Regions from separate parts of the Mus musculus genome. Here region 1 is linked to region 2. A link is a contact called in public HiChIP or PLAC-seq data. All regions are on one chromosome and are shown on one strand. Each heading gives the region's core, a stretch centred on a gene start, on an enhancer-like site or on the middle of the called end of the contact. The rest is flanking DNA. Distances are from core to core; before and after follow the strand shown.

Region 1 (5,137 bases), core at 2,483-4,982, 82 kb after region 2:
TCATAGAAGCTGCTGTCACAACATTAACCTAACATGGACTGAGCAATGAACACATGGAGGATGGAAAACCAGTTTCCTATTATGTTTTTATTCAGATATGTGCATGGCATTGCCAGTGAGAACAGAAGTTCATGCAACTGGAACATTAGGGGGAAAGTTGTGTAAGTGAGTTGCTAAAATGCCATTTCGTAAATGTTTTGTATGTATGTATGTATGTATGTATGTATGTGTAAAGGTGTATGTACTGATATATTCAGATGCACATGTGTGCATGCATGTTGAGATCAGAAAGATCAATCTTAGGAGTTATTCTTCAGGTGCCTTCAACCTTGATTTTGAGACAAAGTCTCTCACTGGGCCCTGGGGATCAATTAGGCCAGACTGGCTAGCTAATGAGCTCCAGGAATCCCATCTCTGCTTCCCCACAGCAAGTGGCCACCGTGAACAGCTTTTTATGTAGGTTTATGTAGGTGGCGGGGACTGCCCTCTAGTCCTCATGACTATGTGGCAAGGACTTTACTGACTGGATTACCACTCCAGTCCTGTTTTTAAAAAATTGTTTTTAATTTATTTTTAAGATGATTCCAGCTCTTAGGTTTTTTTCTCTCTCATTAAACTTCAAAATAAATTACCATACAAACAAGAAGGAAAAAAATTCCATTTCCAATTAGTGTCTTAAAGTCTAAAGAAGCCCCATCCTCAAAGGTGAAGGTGTAATTTAATTGTCAAATCAGAATCCAAATACTCAAATGTGGTCATTAAAAATGTTTCTTTATTCTTGAGAATTTCATTCATGTGTACAAAGAAATCTGATCTCATCTTCTCTGAGTATAACCCCCATTCAATTCCCCTATCCCCTATATTCTCATTATCAGACCCTCTCTCCCAACTTCATGTTTGCTTGCTTTTTAATAACCCACTAAGTATCATCTCAGTAGGCAACAGAAAACCAGAACTTCTACCCTGGAGCTTTGAATCATCAGTGTACACCATGGTGGTTGACCAGATGGTCCATTTACATACACATCTCTTGACTTTGCACTGTCATTGCTAATGTCCCAGTATGTGGGCCTAAGGCACTGTCTACCAAATCTAGACTTGGATGGGACCTCTGGAGCCAATCGCACCTGACAAGGATACTGAGGTTTCAATGGTCACCACTCCAGGCTCTTTCTCTTCCTAAGGAGGCCTATCATTTGCACCTGGGACCTGGGTCAGCACTGTTGACACCATGGACACTAGGCCGGTCCTGGACAACAGCTTCAGGGTAGCATCTCTCCTTGCCTGAGTATCAATGGTGAGCTGAGCTGCAGGCACTCCTGTATCTATTTCTAGAAGAGGCAGGAGTGATGTTGGGTACTCCAGAGACACTTCCATCCAGATCAAGTGGCTGTGAGTGGTGCTCTCAGGAGGACAGGAAGAGGGCTAAGATGAAGATTCAGACATTGTCAAGGAAGCTGAAGCTAAGTGCCATCCTTCGTGTTAATGAGCAGCTGGGCTGAGAGCATCTCCTCAAGGCTACAACTCAATGAAGAGCCACTTAGGGTATTTTGTTGTTGTTTTTCTTATTCAACATTGAATAGTTCTGATATAAAATTTGTAACAATCTGTGCAAATATTCCCTTTTCTCCTTCATTACTTATCTCTCCCTTTCTCTCATCACTTACATGCTTCTGTGGTAGTGAGATAGCCCACAAACTCATTGTCTGCAGGGAACATATTGCCTTATTCATAGCTCCATGAAAGATGAATGTATCCCATAATGCATGATGACTGTGTGTGTTTGTGGGTTTTATGGTCAAAATCCTTGGGTCAATGTTTGTTTGTCCCACTGATGTCTCATAATGACACTTGAAACATAGGTTTACTGTTATATTTTCTTCTGTTTCTATTGTATTTTATTTTCCCCCTTTTCTTCTCAATCTTACAGAGCTTACTAATTTCCAGTGTATGAAAGATAACAGCATTCTGACCATGAAAACTGTAACAAAGTAGTGTGCCTGCACCCGCCTTGCTGGTCTTTCCCCACCTGTTTCTTTTGGCCTGTCCCAACTCCACTCCTCTAGCCTGGCCTGATTCCACCCCTTTGGCCTGTTCTCATTCTGTTTTTCAAACTCAGCTCTAACCATTGTCATACATCACTGATTCCACAAGTGTTTGTATTTTTCGGTCATTTTTGGTTCTAGTTCCCATTTGCAAATACATGCATTCCTCTTCGCATTCCTCCTTTCAGAGACTCTAGTGGTACTTAAAGGTTTACATGAGAATATTTTGTCCCTGCATCCTCTTTGCTGTTCATTCTTCATAGCTGCCTCTTTCCTTCTATCTCTAGTGAGATCCATCCAGGTTCTTTCTCTGGTCTTTGTACAGTCTCAGTCAGATGAGAGTCTGCTTGCTGGGGTGAATGCCCACATGTGCAGTCAAGCCTTTAGCCTTTCTCCACTGCACTTACTAAGTGCTGGCACATTGCTCCCTGTAAACCTGGACCATTTTGCCAACAGATCTGTGTAGCATCCTCACACAGCCTGGGTTCATCAGGTGGCAGAGATCAAACCCTGTACCTGTGTCAGTCCTTTGGGGACTGATGTACACGTACTTTCCCTGCCAATATTGGGATGTTTGTTTGTTTGTTTGTTTATTATATGTAAGTACACTGTAGCTGTCTTCAGACACCCCAGAAGAGGGCATCAGATCTCATAACAGATGGTTGTGAGCCACCATGTGGTTGCTGGGATTTGAACTAAGAACCTTTAGAAGAGCAGTCAGTGCTCTTAACCACTGAGCTATCTCCCCAACCTGGTTTTTAAAGCTCTCTCTTCTCTCTCTCTCTATGTGTGTCTCTCTTCTTCTTCTTCTTCTTCTTCTTCTTCTTCTTCTTCTTCTTCTTCTTCTTCTTCTTCTTCTTCTTCTTCTTCTTCTTCTTCTTCTCCTCCTCCTCCTCCTCCTCCTCCTCCTCCTCCTTCTCCTTCTTCTTCTCTTCTTTCCTTTTCTCTCCCCTCTTCATGACCAATTTTTGAATTCAGTTTTAGTGAATTTTATGTCAAATACTCATCACCATCTTGATCCCTCTTGTGTAACTTTCCAAGACTTCTCTATTACTTTTCTAGTATTTAGCTCTTTGTTCAACAAAATTGTTGTTCTTGTTGTTCATCTAAACTTTGAAAATGTGTTCACTTGTTTGAAAATTGTTTCATGATGTGTCTTTGCTATCAAGTTCTCCCCCCCACCCCCCTGGAATTTTCTTTGGAGTCCTTCTGGTTGAAGACTCTTAGTGGTTAAAAAGAAATATTTTGTTCATAAAAGTTATCTCCAATTGGTCTTTGCTTCGATATGTACTTACTGAGCTGACAACGCCATTCTGGCTTGCTAAGGATATCCCTGTACGTCTTCTGGTTCTAGTCACGCTAATAACAAGGCAGAGGATTTGCCTTTGCATGGAGTCTGGACTCTGCTAACCTGAGCTCTCCCAACTCATCTTGTGTAGCCTTGCTCTCGGTTTTGTTGAAGAGAGAATTTGAGAACATTAAAGAAATAACTGGTCTTTGAGTAGATTTCCTTGAATCTTTAGGGGTTGTTAATGGGTGTTCCAGACTTGACTCGATTAATGAGTGGGGGCCCAAGCAGCACAAAGAAAGAATGACTATTTTGCTAAGAAAGCCACACCTTCAGGATGAGGTTGAGACAAAGAAAAAAAAAATACCGTCTCTGTGGTGAAGCCCCACACACAAAAGCATTCTTTATTCCTGAGGTGAGTCATGGACCAGCAACGTTAGTGGGAGAGCCAAGCTCCAGCGGGAAGTTTAAAGTGTTGACTAAAGAAAGAGAAAGCACTGAACTTCACATTATCTAACTTCTCAAGAGGATCGCAAACATTTATTAGACATCATTTCAATCAAGTAGAGAATGCTGTGCTTGCTTTGTATTTAAATCTAATCATGTGAGCTCTTCAGAAATTAAATAACCTAATGTGATTCCTATTTATACTGACTAGATTGAAAAAAGAAAAAAAGGCCTATTCCTTTTCTATTTGAATAATGGACACCATCTATACCATACCAGACATAGGGAATTTTTTTTAATTTATTTTTTACACTGAATATTCCATTCTTCATCCTCCCCCATCCACCTTCCAACTGCTCCACATCCCACACTTCCTCCACACTCCCCTGTCTCCACATAGATGCCCCCACCCCCACCCCACCTGACCTCTAAACTCCCTGGGACCTCCAGTCTCTTGAAGGTTAGGTACATCATCTCTGAATGAACATAGACCCGGAAGTCCTCTACTTTATGTGTGTTGGGGGCCTTATATCAGTTGGTGTATACTCTCTGTTTGGTGGTCCAGTGTTCAAAAGATCTCAGGGGGTCCAGATTAATTGAGACTACTGGTCTTCCTACAGGACCCGCTTTCTCCTCAGCTTCTTTCAGCCTTCCCTAATTCAACAACAGGGGTCAGCTGCTTCTGTCCATTGGTTGGGTGTAAATATCTGCATATGACTCTTTCAGCTGCTCGTTGGGTCTTTCGGAGGGCAGTCATGAGAGGTCCCTTTTTGTGAGAATACCCTTAATTTTGGGTTTGGAAGGGGGTAGGTGGGTACATCTTTGCTCCTGTGGATGGAGGTATAGGACAATCCCATGTGTCCTTCTTCAGGTGCCACTGACCTTGTTTTGAAGAAACGGTCTCTCACTGGCCTGGAACTCACGTCAGCTAGGATAACTGGCCAATAAGCCCCCAAGGATCTGCCTGTCTCTATGTCCCCCACCTCTGCTATTATAAGCATGCACTAGCATGCTTGACTTAAAAAACAAAAAAACCTTGATTTTGTGTCATTCTTAAAATAAAGGGTGAAGTCCTTACTGAATGAATTGAGGTCTTTCCAAGCTTTGTTTTTTCCTGGCAAAGTGTAATCTGCATCATCTGACTTAGACCTCGGATCTGATCCCAGTTCCCCCATAGACCCTGCAGGGACCTTCCTTCTATGGGACCTGCAGTCTGACAGGTGACGTGGGTTGCTTTAGTCTAAAACTTCTTCTAGCCTTAGAATGACAAGATTTTCATGAAGAATGCCAATGATGATCTTTTTAAAAAAGATTTATTTATTTAATATATGTGAGTACACTGTCGCTGACTTCAGAC
Region 2 (5,272 bases), core at 258-2,757:
TCACAGTTTTGGCCGCCACATTTTATGCACAGCAGTGAGTTGTCAGGCTCTGTGAACTTGGTTACAATTTCTGCTTCAGAAGGAATGGCTGTCAGGCCTAGATCCCTTTTCTCCTTGGGCTGTGTGAGAATATTTTTAGGCAAATTGGAAGAGAAAATAAGCCCCCTGCCCACACTGTAGTGAGTGGCCAGGTCAACCAAAGATGGAAACGTGCTGACCAGCCAGCAATTTTCCTTCGGAGACTGTATAATGAACAGTTAGAATTACTCAGTTACACAGTGACAGAAAAATAATTGCGAGCTTGAAGTACCCTGAATACCTGGAATTGAATTTTGCAATAAATCTTTAAAATAGTCACTCATGTTTGATTTCTTTATATGGTGTATAATGGCTTCTCCACTGAAATACAGGCGCCTTTGATTTTCCATCTTTCTATGATGCCTCTTTTAAAAATGACAATCTTGTCTTGTGGTACCCACAGGTTGGCACCGTGGGCTGACTTTGCACCCAGCAGCATCACAGCTTGGGACAGCCCTCCATGCTGCCAGCTGTTCTCTGCGGTCCTTGCTGCACACCACCATGCTCCTGGGAAGCCTGGCCAGCTCTTCTGGTGGCCCTTCTGACCTCTTTCACCCTTTTATTTTGGTTGTACGATGTAAGAACCATTGAGCGCTACACATTCATGTCATCTGTTTATACTTAAAAGAATAGTAGTGTACACTCAACTACTTTATGACAGATTTTATTTATGTAAAACCAGGCATCATAACATCTTAGGGCTTTAGGGGGCTATAGGCATTGTGTGTGTGTGTGTGTGTGTGTGTGTGTGTGTGTGTGTGTGTGGTGTTTGTGTGGGTGTGTGCATACATAGTATGTTCATGTAGATATCAATATAGGATGTCTTCCTGAGTTGCTTCTCCACCAATATTTTTTGAGATGGGGCCTCACACTGAACCTGGAGCTCAGGGATTTGGCAAGGCCAGCGGACTTGTAAGCTCCGACAGATGCTGCCGTCTCTGTCTCTACAGAGGGGGTGGTAGGCATGTGTCTACTGCACAGCAGGCTCTTTATTTACTTTTTAACTTTTTTATTGATTCTTTGTGACTTTCACATCGTGAACCCCGAGTCCCATTCATCTATCTCCCTGTCTCTGTATCTGCCTGCCCTTGGCCCTTGAAACCTCCTTCTCCCCAGCCCTCAAGAAAACAAAAAAGTAAAAACAGAAACAGAGAAAGAAAGAAAGAAAGAAAGAAAGAAAGAAAGAAAGAAAGAAAGAAAGAAAGAAAGAAAGGAAGGAAGGAAGGAAGGAAGGAAGGAAGGAAGGAAGGAAGGAAGGAAGGAAGGAAAGAAGGAAGATCTCGCCCTGCAAGCTGCAGTGTGTCATGGTGTATCACACTGTTGTGCCCTTTTGACTAAGCATCTTTACTTGCCAGTGTTTATGGAATGAGTCATTGGTCTGGTTCGAGGCACTATTGGTACTGGAGCCTCTCTGGGGTTCCTCTCAGTTATCAGCTTTGGATCTGTAGGACCGGCCTCTTTATGAGCTCCAGCAGTTCATACATGGGGTAGGCGTTGTGGTGTCAACTCCAAGCCCTGGACCTGGGCCTGGACGCTAGCTGAGTTGGTCAGCCCACCCGCTAACCTGAATTCACACCACAGGGACAAGCTCTCCAGCTCTGCTCCAGTAGCCCATCCAAAGTGCCACAACCAGAAAGAGGCAGGGTCAGCTCTGCACAGCCCTTGGGTCCCAGGCAGCAGCCCATACAGGGGACGTCTGCATGGCCTTTGGTGATAACATGGACATTGACACAGACCCCTGCTGCTACAGGACTCAGGCTACTCACATTGGGCTCCCCACCCTCAAGTCTCCAGTTCGGCTTCTCTTTCTCTCTAATCACACCATATACTTACACATCACCGTAGCTGCTGAGGTGAGTAGGCCATGAGGCTGACAGGCCTCTGAATGTCTTCCACCCACCCATGCTGTGTGGCATCAGACGGACCTTGCAGCAGGCTTTTTAATATGGTCAGGGGTGGGGGAGGGGCGGTGGTCTGAGCTCAGGTTCCCACAGTTCTGCATCGGACACTGACAGACAGAGCCCTCTGCCTAGCATTTAACACAGCAGTTGAGACAGAGAGTAGACAAACGCGTTTATAGATAAAGCCATGAGTTTAGGGAAGATGTAGCTTGTACCAAATAACTGGATTGACTTCGCAGTCAAGTTTCTATTGTGTTTGCAGTACTGTGGTTTCCCCACATTGGGCCTGTCCTGTGTGGTGACCCTGACCTAGGATCTTGGGCTTTTAGTCAGAGGGAAGGAAGCAGGCTGTGAACTGAGGTTGGAGTGTTTGGAATAATATAGGCCAGCTGACTGGATTCCTTGGCAGTGAATGGACAAGCGTAAAAGCAGGCTCTGTGCAGGATACTAGGGATACCTGGACAGACAGGACTAGACCCTGCAGGAAAGACGGTGCTGTGTGCTCACACACAGAAGAGAAATCTGCAAATCAACAAGGTAGGCAGAACAGCAGCTCTTGGTGAAAGGAGACACTGAAGGGGGTGATATTTATGCTAATGGGAGCATAAGGAGGGGCAAGGAAAAGCTTTGTCTTCATCAAAGAAAGTCGTTGCCAGGTAAGCAATCAGGGGACAGCAGGATATGGCGTGTGGCATAAATAAATAAATAAATAAATAAATAAATGGGTCAGAAATGAAATGCTGATAGAATAGGTGGGAAGTAATTTGTGAACGAATTTTTCTGCTCCTCAGAATGTAAGTGGTATTTCTGGGAGAGGTTTTGGGTGTCTTCCCTCACGTTTCCAATTACTAAAGCTAATTATTCACCTCATTTGCATCCTATCTCTAGGCAGGAGCTGGTGAGGGAGGGCCCAGGCCGGTGGATGTCTGTGGTTTGGGGAGGTGGGGGCTCTTGCTCGCTTAAAAAAAAATGAAGACAGTGCCGCTCTTGGAGGTTAAGCATTTTCAGACATATTGGGACAGAGTTTGCCCTCTCTGTTTCCCTTGGGGCTGGTAGATTCCAGATATTTGTTGTAAACAAGTAGTATAAAAAATGACAGGCTGGTAGATAGATGGATTTCATAGACATATAGGTGGATGTAAATAGTAGATGGGTGAAGAATAGGTAGGTGAGAGACCGTAGGAAGATAGGTAAAAATAATGATAAACACAGTTATAAAATATAATACAATGGGGCATGGGGGCTACCTGGTGGGCTCATGTCAAGGTGTCCCCTGAGAAATCACAGCATGCAGCAGATCTGGTATAAAGGAGGTTTATTTGGGGGAAGAGAGGGGAGTGAGGGTGTGGAGAAGGGACAGGGGTGACAGATGAGCAGAGCCATGAGGGCAGAGAAGCGGGGGCAGAGAGAAGGACAGAAAGGGGGAGAGAGAGAGACCGGCTGGAAACATGTGGGAACAGATAGTGACAGAACTGGGGTGGCAAGCTGTCCTTTTGTAGAACACCTGAAACTGGCCCGTGCAGGTGATGGCACAGGTACCTAAGAGGAGCCTAGTGGAATCACCTGTAAGCCAACACACACACAGGATAGATAGATAATAGACAGATGAGGGATGGGTAGATGACAGATATGTAAGACAGATATGTAGATGATGCATAGATTAATACATATTATATTTATATTATATATAATAATTAATATATTGAGTGATTTTACTATATTAATTTATTATATATTATAGATAGATAGATAGATAGATAGGTAGATGATAGATAGATTTACAGAGGTTTTTAGACAAATTCTAATAAGCTACACTAACCAGAGGCAGAAAACCAGCCCCTGCACTTTGCCCTTGACTACACAGTAGAAGCCATTCTGTAATATTCCATCTGAGGATGCTCTGAAGACCAGCCCTGCTGTAGGCCGGCACTCAACACCAGTGGCAATGATGACGTCTCATTACTGAAGAACTAACTTGGCTCCTTTCCTGTTCCAACAGTCCTTTGGTTTTCCCTAACTGAGCTGGCTAGAGGGTCAGGATGTTAATTTTTAGCGAGTGCTGTGCCTTCCTCTGCAGGTAGGACTACCAGCCTTCAACTCCTTCTGCTCTTGGGTGGGGAGACCCCAGACCACAGCAGCCTCTGTGCTTCCCTGTGCTCCAGGGAGTGACAGTCAGCAGCCAGAGGTCTGTGGCTCCCAGTGGTCAGAGGTCTGTGGCTCCCAGCGGCTTGCTGGGAGAGTACTGGGCTCAAACCTATCACCTAACTCCTTCAGGAGAACTGTCTGCCTTTTGCCAGCTTCTTAGTTTGTTTTTCCCAGAGTGGGAGAGAGGAAGAAAGAAGGGGGAGGAGGGGGGAGGACAGAGGGAGGGGAGAGGGAGGGAGGGGAGGGGGAGGGGAGGGGGAGGGGAGAGGGAGGGAGCAAACTCAACTAACTGGCAGGTGGGAATTGTAAAGAATCGAAATTATTTAATTTTGGTTTTGCACCTTTAGATGACACAGTGTGTTTGTCTGAGCTCCCTCACACAGTTTAGGAATTTTATCTTCAAGCTGACCTCAGACTCATGCTATGTACATCTGATTATCTTTATAGATTTTATTTAAAATGTGTGTGTGTGTGTGTGTGTGTGTGTGTGTGTGTTACTGGGGGTTGAACCCAGGGCTCTGTGCATGCCAGGCCAGACCTCCACCACAGACCACTGTCTCCAGTGTCGTTTTTATGGATTTTTTTTTTTAAGTGAGAAATGAGATGAAGGCATTTAAAATGCAGCCAGCCCACCTTTGTTTGAACTGGGAGCTTGCAATGTGTTTCCTTTGAACAACAGGCCATTTTCAAGTTTGTGAAAGTGGTGATGCTCCTCTGCTGGGTCTGGGGAGGCAGTGGTCCTGTCAGGGCTTGCCCATTCTTAAAGAAGACACAGAGTACAGCTGTATCTCTGCTATGTACCGGCTTCACCCAGAGTGACCTTCCCTGTCTGCACATAGGACCTGGGGACGGTATTCCTGTCTGATCCAGCCTAGTGCCAGGAGCAGCTGGGGGCCACTCCTCCAGTCCAGAGCTGGTGCAGTGATCCAGCTAGCCAGTCACACATTTTCCTGCTGCCCTGCCTTCCTTATCCATGGAAGTCAGAATGCAGGCTTCGGCCAAGCTTTCCCCTTATCCCATTCTCCTAGGGTAGCTTCTCCATGTGAGTCTGCCTCAAGACACTCCCTCTTGCCTCTAGATATCTGTGAGCTCTGAAACACTGGTTTTCCCCAAGCCTCCACTGTCTTCCCCTTGGCCTCAACTAACAA

Evidence for each region. HiChIP or PLAC-seq counts read pairs in DNA pulled down with a chosen protein or histone mark.
Region 1: a contact with region 2 is called in an HNF4G HiChIP or PLAC-seq map of pancreatic cancer cells. The contact joins two enhancer-like sites. A contact is called at or near these places in 1 of 39 promoter capture datasets (hippocampal neurons), 1 of 15 datasets of contacts at CTCF or cohesin (the NIH/3T3 cell line), 3 of 484 Hi-C or Micro-C datasets (ECoMG myeloid progenitors, embryonic stem cells and nephron progenitors) and 8 of 115 datasets of contacts at active chromatin or transcription factors (the NIH/3T3 cell line, a colorectal cancer cell line, embryonic stem cells and 2 more).

The regions. Positions count from the first base shown.
Region 1 is chr1:88,530,554-88,535,690 of GRCm38.p6, forward strand. No RefSeq gene overlaps it. Among named protein-coding and RNA genes, the nearest start is that of Gm19589, 18 kb to the right of the region's middle. Within about 2 kb of position 3,733, at least 47 of the 459 cell types and tissues checked have an H3K27ac peak or open chromatin away from gene starts, as enhancers often do. A contact at or near this core is called in pancreatic cancer cells, where this site is marked.
Region 2 is chr1:88,450,949-88,456,220 of GRCm38.p6, forward strand. All of the region lies in intron 1 of Gm29538 (predicted gene 29538), which reads right to left. Among named protein-coding and RNA genes, the nearest start is that of Gm28888, 6.6 kb to the right of the region's middle. Within about 2 kb of position 1,508, at least 25 of the 459 cell types and tissues checked have an H3K27ac peak or open chromatin away from gene starts, as enhancers often do. A contact at or near this core is called in pancreatic cancer cells, where this site is marked.